Regions from separate parts of the Rattus norvegicus genome. Here region 2 is linked to region 1. Evidence: chromatin contacts called from public Hi-C data. All regions are on one chromosome and are shown on one strand. The core of a region is the stretch at or near the end of the contact, and the rest is flanking DNA. Distances in the headings are between cores, read along the strand shown. Region 1 has its middle 100 kb from the start of Atp1a1. Region 2 has its middle 100 kb from the start of Mab21l3.

Region 1 (2,935 bases), core at 324-2,823:
TCTGAGATGCTAGCGTTTCTAGTCAAGAGGTGGAGGTCCATAAGAGTAGATGCAGGGTTGGTACTGGTGATGTCTCCATACCTATGTGGCACTTTCCAGGTGTCCTTCATGAGCTTTGGTGGAGCATCGGGCAGTATGGAGCAGAAGACTTCTGGCACCAGTAAGGGCTGTCTGTCATTGTCCCATTGAGACTTTGAAGATTCTACCCCAGCCTAATTACCCAGGCATTCACCCTAAAGTTTGGTGTACTTGGCAAAGTCCTTTTCACAAATGCAGCTTTTCTTCAACACGTTCAATATCCACTGGCCGCTTTCTAGTTGACAAAACACTCCATGCTTCTGGGGGAGGGCCACGGGTTGGATGTGAGTGTGAGGGTCCACGACGTGGGTGCGTATAGAGCTAGAGGTCAATGTTGGGCATTTTGCTGTTACTCTCCGCCTTCTTTTTGGGGACAGGGTCTCTTACTGAACCGAAGCTCACTGATTTGGCAAGACTGTCACATGAGCTTCGGGGACCCTCCCACTTTCACCTCCTCAGAGCTGGGAGTTAGGTGTGTGGCTCTGTGCCTGGCTGTTGGTGTGGATGCTGGAGGATCTAACTCAGTTCTCATGCTTGATTGGTGAGTGCTGCCGGAGCCATGTCCCCAGGCCTCCCGAGCCTTTATAACCCCTTCTTTAAAAAAGTCACAGGACCCTTAGTCTCCAAGGCAGGCTCCAGCAAACCCAGTGTTGGTCAGGAAACTAGAGTCAGCAGGATGTTACCTGCATAGTCAATTTTCATCCAGACTAGGGCTTGGCCTGCGTTAACTTGTCTCCAGCGAAATGAAATATGAACCACTGAGCACCGTGGAGAGTTTGCTTCGCAGAGGCTGGTTGTACAGAAAGTTGAAGCCAAAAGCCCATGAAAAGTCTATTTCTAAATACTTATCAACTCTTTCCTGGTGGGTGACAGATCTAACACACCACTTGGAATGTGTCACGTCTGTCCCTGCCTCGGCATGACGTGACCCTCTTCTCATCTTTCAAAGTTTCAGGGGCACCATTTCACAGCGTCTTCTCCCGCTACTCTCAAACAAGCAAAGGGACCAATGGGGCTGAGCAAACACTCTTGACAGGAGGGAGCCTGAGCTCCTAGGGACTGGCACAAGCCCAGGGTGGCCACCGGAGTGGGTGCCAGGAAAAGCTAAATGAGATAAGCTCAGAGACTAGATAAGGACAGTCTGTACAGAACACGAGCCCTGGCAGCACCACTGTCCTTTCTTCTAACGTGCAGAGCAGAGTCCTTTGCCTGGGCCTTGGTTTAAGCAAAGCTCTGCCTTCGTTAAACATCACAGCTGTAGCTTGTCTCCAGACCAAGGGGACCACGGGGAGAAAAAGGAAGTGGTGGACAGAGGGAGAGGGTACCAGAGTGACAGAAGGGACGTGTCACACCGCACCACGACTGAGTCTTACTTCTTCATTCCTCAGTGGCTGAGATTTCTAGCCTGCCTTTCCCCCAGTTAGTCTGCCCTCCCCACCTCCTAGTACCTTGCCTCTGTGGCCTCACTCACCCCTGAAACATAGAGTCCTCTGTGGCTAGACCCTGGGAGAGCTAAGTGACCAATGGACTTTGTGCAAGCTCCAGGCCGCATGTGTGGGAAGGAGAGGGAGGTCAAAGGTAGGAAAGGGGGACATACTGTTATGGACTCCCTCTCGTGGGCTCCCTCATGAGCTCCCGCTCATGGGCTCCCTCTCATGCATTTGGGCCTTGACCTCTGTGGGGGAAAGGGGCAGGGGACAAGTTTTGAAACGGAATGACATCTAATCCTGTCTGTGGACGTGGGCCAGCCCTGACCTTGCCTAGACATCTATCTTCCATGGCCATGCATACAGCAAAGGCCACAATGTCCCTGTCAGACTGAAACACACACACACACACACACACACACACACACACACACACACACACACACACTCAGGAGAAGGGATTTTCTTATTTAGACCAGACAGTCCAGGACAAACTGGAACAACTGGTTACCCCAGCAGAAAATGCACCCCAGAGGTTATGTGAGGTGTAGGGATGATGGACAGCAGGTGAGAAAGAGAACCACCTTCCTGGAACCTGGAAACCCTTGCTGCATTCTGCACTCAACTCCCTTCTTGACCACACTGGGTGCCTGTGGTGTGAGTGAGCGTGTGTGTGTGTGTGTGTGTGTGTGTGTGTGTGTGTGTGTGTGTGTATGATGTCTGTTTGTGTGTATGTGTGGTGTGTGTGTGTATGCGTGTGTGTGTGTGTGGGGGGGGGTGTGGGGGGTGTGTGTGTGTATATGTGTGTGTGGTGTGTCTGGCATGTGTGTATGTGGCATGTGTGTATGTGTGTGTGGTGTGTGTGTGTGTGGTGTGTGTGTGTGGTGTGTGTTGGTGTGTGTGTTTATGGTTTGTGTGTGAGTATGGTATGTGTGTGGTATGTGTGTGGTGTGTGTGTATGGGGTGTGTATGTGAGTGTGTGTGTGTGTGTGTATGTGCTGTCCCCCACTATTTGCTTCAGTGGCTCTCATTCTGTCAGGCTCCTAGGACCTGTCTATGGGGCTCCAGGAGGTGAAGGTCAACTAAGGACAGGCTGATTAGCTTGCCCTGTGGGGCCTTTCTCTTGGTGACACAGCCTCTGGCTCAGAACAAAGGCCCCTCATTAGGCGGAGAAGCTCATCTTTGACCACGAGAGTGCTGCCACCTGCTGTCCGAGCGGCTGTGCTCTTTCATGAAGTCCTGCACAGTCTGCCTTGCCCCATCCCCCCATCCCACTACAATGGGACCCCTTGAGAGGTACAAGGAAGAGCCCTGGAAGGCTGGCAGTCTGGGGCCAGAACACAGCTTGGGGTCCCGGAATTGGGGCCCAGACTGGCACTCCTCGCTGCTGTGAAGTCTCTGGGCCTGGATCCACCAGAGCCTGCTACACC
Region 2 (2,935 bases), core at 161-2,660, 220 kb before region 1:
TTTCATGAAAGACAAAGAGCCAGGAAAAAATAGGAAAGAAGGCACCTGTTTGAGAGGGTGACTCCCTCAGAGTAAAGAGCTAATTCTTTTTTTTTCACAATGTTAAGTCACTCCCCAGGAATTCCCTATCAGAAAATTCAGGAGAGAGTTTTGTCATCAGGAGCTGAGTAGAAACAACTGCATCAGGGCAGAATTATAACAGGCACTGTGATTGGATGATGAAGACCCTCTGCTGAGTCTGTAAGTTGAAGAGGCACCACAAGGTAAGTAGGATGTGCTCTTCACCGTCACAGGACTCTACGGAGGATCCACGAAATCTCATGTGGTAGAATGTCCTGTGATAGGCACTGTAATAGATGCCCATTGTCCTATCTCCTTGGTGGTCCCTTACAGATCCATGAAGTGCTGGTCTGACTGCTAATCACAGCCCTTTTCCAGATCCAAAACAATGAGAAAATGACCCAGGTCTGGACAGTGATAGCTGCTGTTTTCTTGACCATGTTGATTCATCCAAGGAATAACCACAGGACTCCCACAGGTTGGACCAGCGGAAGCTCTTCCTTAGGAAGAAACCCGAGGTCTTTTCTTCCCTGCTTTGCCAATCAGGATGGTCAGCCAAAGGCTCCTTGCAGCCATGGGCTGTGAATGGAGAAATCAGAACCCAGATGAAGAGGGCACTTCTGACTTCTACACCTGAGACCTGCTTAACCTCTGTGCTCCAGACACACATGAGCACATGATGTTTGCTATGTGTGCATATTTCCCTCTTAGTCAACCGATCTGAGTTAGGTATTTGTCACCTGAAACAAAAGTATCTCTAATTAAATAATACAATTAATATGCCACTGTCCAAGAGATTCCTTCAGTGTAAGTTTGAGAGCCAAGCATGGTGCTACTTGAACCCATTAAATCAAGAATGGACTTTCTGGCCTGAGGACAGGGTCAGTGGCTAATGTGCTGGCTGTGTAAACTTGAAGACCTGAGATCAGATCTCTGCACCCATGTAAAAAGCCCCTGCTGGAGAGAAGAGGGATGGGGCACGGGAACAGATCCTGGAGAATTGTAGGCCAGGGGGTCTAGTTGAAATGGTAAGTTCCAGGTTCAACAAGAAACTCCAACTAGAAAAATAAGGGAGAAAGTGGTGGAGGAAGATACCAAACTCTGGCCACATATACACACAGAGACACATATATACAGCACCCCCCCCCACATACAAATACAACACACAGATAGACAGACAGACACACACATACACATAGACAGACAGACAAAGGAAAAAAGTGGCAGTTTTTCTTAAGAAAAGGTTTGTTTTTTTGATCAACCATGTAATTTCAAGGGAACCCATACACAGTAATGAAGAAAGATCAAATGAAATCAATCAGCTAGTGAGTTCAGTTTCAACCACCCTAGTGGTCCCTGGAATTATGTCTTTTTCCTGAATACAAGAGTCCCCTCCTCAAAGAACAGCACACACACACCTCTCGCTGGATACCTCTGATTTGTAGAAATGAATTATCAATCTGATCTCTAACTATTTCCTTGATCTTTTGTTCCCGTTCTGAAAACATTGGACCTCACACCACCATCTGCATACTCTTGAACTGATCATTCTTTGGATGTGACCCAAGTCTCTTTGCCAAGGTGACAAGGCTACTAAAACATCACCTGACCTCTCTCTGGGCACCAGCCAATGAGAACATGTCTCTCATTAACTATGAACCACATTACAGCCACAGTTCTATTCTATCAGGGAGGAACATTCCAGACCAGCCATCAACCTTGGTCCAGACTCTGCCCCTTGTACAGAAGCAGCCTAAGCTTCCTTCTTTTTATGTGGCTGGTGGAGGGAGGTGAAAGCAACTACAACTTATCTGTCATGCAGTACTGCTAACCTGTCTCTCACCGTGTGGTTTACTATTGTCATTATTGTTGGTTTGGGTTGTTTTACTTAACCCACAGTATCCAAAACACTATTTCAACATGTAGTCAACATAGAGCTGTGACTGTGTTGTACTTGCTTTTTGGTCTCTGGGGCCTTACACAGTATTTTTAAACTCAGATGTGTCCTTCTGAACCCAGGGCATCTTTGGCTCTGTCACTGATGCCTTCCCACCATAGCCCCATGGGGCAGGCAAGGTGGGCCAGTTATGATTTCTCACCATGCAATGTGGCTTAATTTCGAAACCAGTGGTGGCTGTCCTAGCAATCGATCTTGCCTTGTTTGTCATGGTTCATCATTTTTGAGATATTGAGTCTGTCAGCAAATATATTTATCAATCATGAAGTCTTGCCTCTCTGACTTTGTTAAAATGTTGGATAGACTAAGGCTATATAGGAAAAAAGCCAAAGACTTTTTCACTAGATGAAGACTTTCTGCTGAGTTTTGAATCCACCCATAGACCCTCTGTTTGAGTTAATTTGTCCACTGGGTGTCATGACAAATTTGCTGACCTGGTTAAATGCTAGTTACTACAGCCCTTGCATTGGAGAAAGCCATTGAGTGATGGCTATGAGGCAAACTTGTTTTGTGGGTGTCAGGGTTGCACAGAAGTTAAAGGGACATAGTGGCCCTGGTGGCTGGAGGCAAGGGGGCTTTGGAAAACCACAGGAGGTAGTGAGCAGATGATATACTCTGAATTTGCTCCTAGAAGACTTCACACGTGATCTTTGCTAGATCTATTCACTGAGCACACATGTATACAGTACTTCCTCCCAGTGCAACACTGGAACAAGCATGGAACTGCAAAGACAGCCCTTTGCTCATGGGAACCAAGGAACAATCTGGGACAGGATCCTTCCGGTTTCCATCTGTCCCCAGCACTAACCCTGTGCCACAGCTTTTGGTACCAAATCCCACTGGGAGAGAGCTGGTCTCCCAGGAGTCCTGATGCACAGGCTTACAGGAGGGTCAAGACACGGTCAGAGAGAGCAAGAC

Evidence for each region. Hi-C and Micro-C count contacts between places; a contact is called where the count stands out from the background.
Region 2: a contact with region 1 is called in a Hi-C map of kidney, with 2.7 times the contacts expected there. The contact joins two enhancer-like sites. A contact is called at or near these places in 2 of 12 Hi-C or Micro-C datasets (Schwann cells and kidney).

Annotation. Positions count from the first base shown.
Region 1 is chr2:191,633,024-191,635,958 of GRCr8, reverse strand. No RefSeq gene overlaps it. Among named protein-coding and RNA genes, the nearest start is that of Atp1a1, 100 kb to the left of the region's middle. Within about 2 kb of position 1,573, at least 18 of the 93 cell types and tissues checked have an H3K27ac peak or open chromatin away from gene starts, as enhancers often do. A contact at or near this core is called in kidney, where this site is marked.
Region 2 is chr2:191,855,371-191,858,305 of GRCr8, reverse strand. No RefSeq gene overlaps it. Among named protein-coding and RNA genes, the nearest start is that of Mab21l3, 100 kb to the left of the region's middle. Within about 2 kb of position 1,410, at least 5 of the 93 cell types and tissues checked have an H3K27ac peak or open chromatin away from gene starts, as enhancers often do. A contact at or near this core is called in kidney, where this site is marked.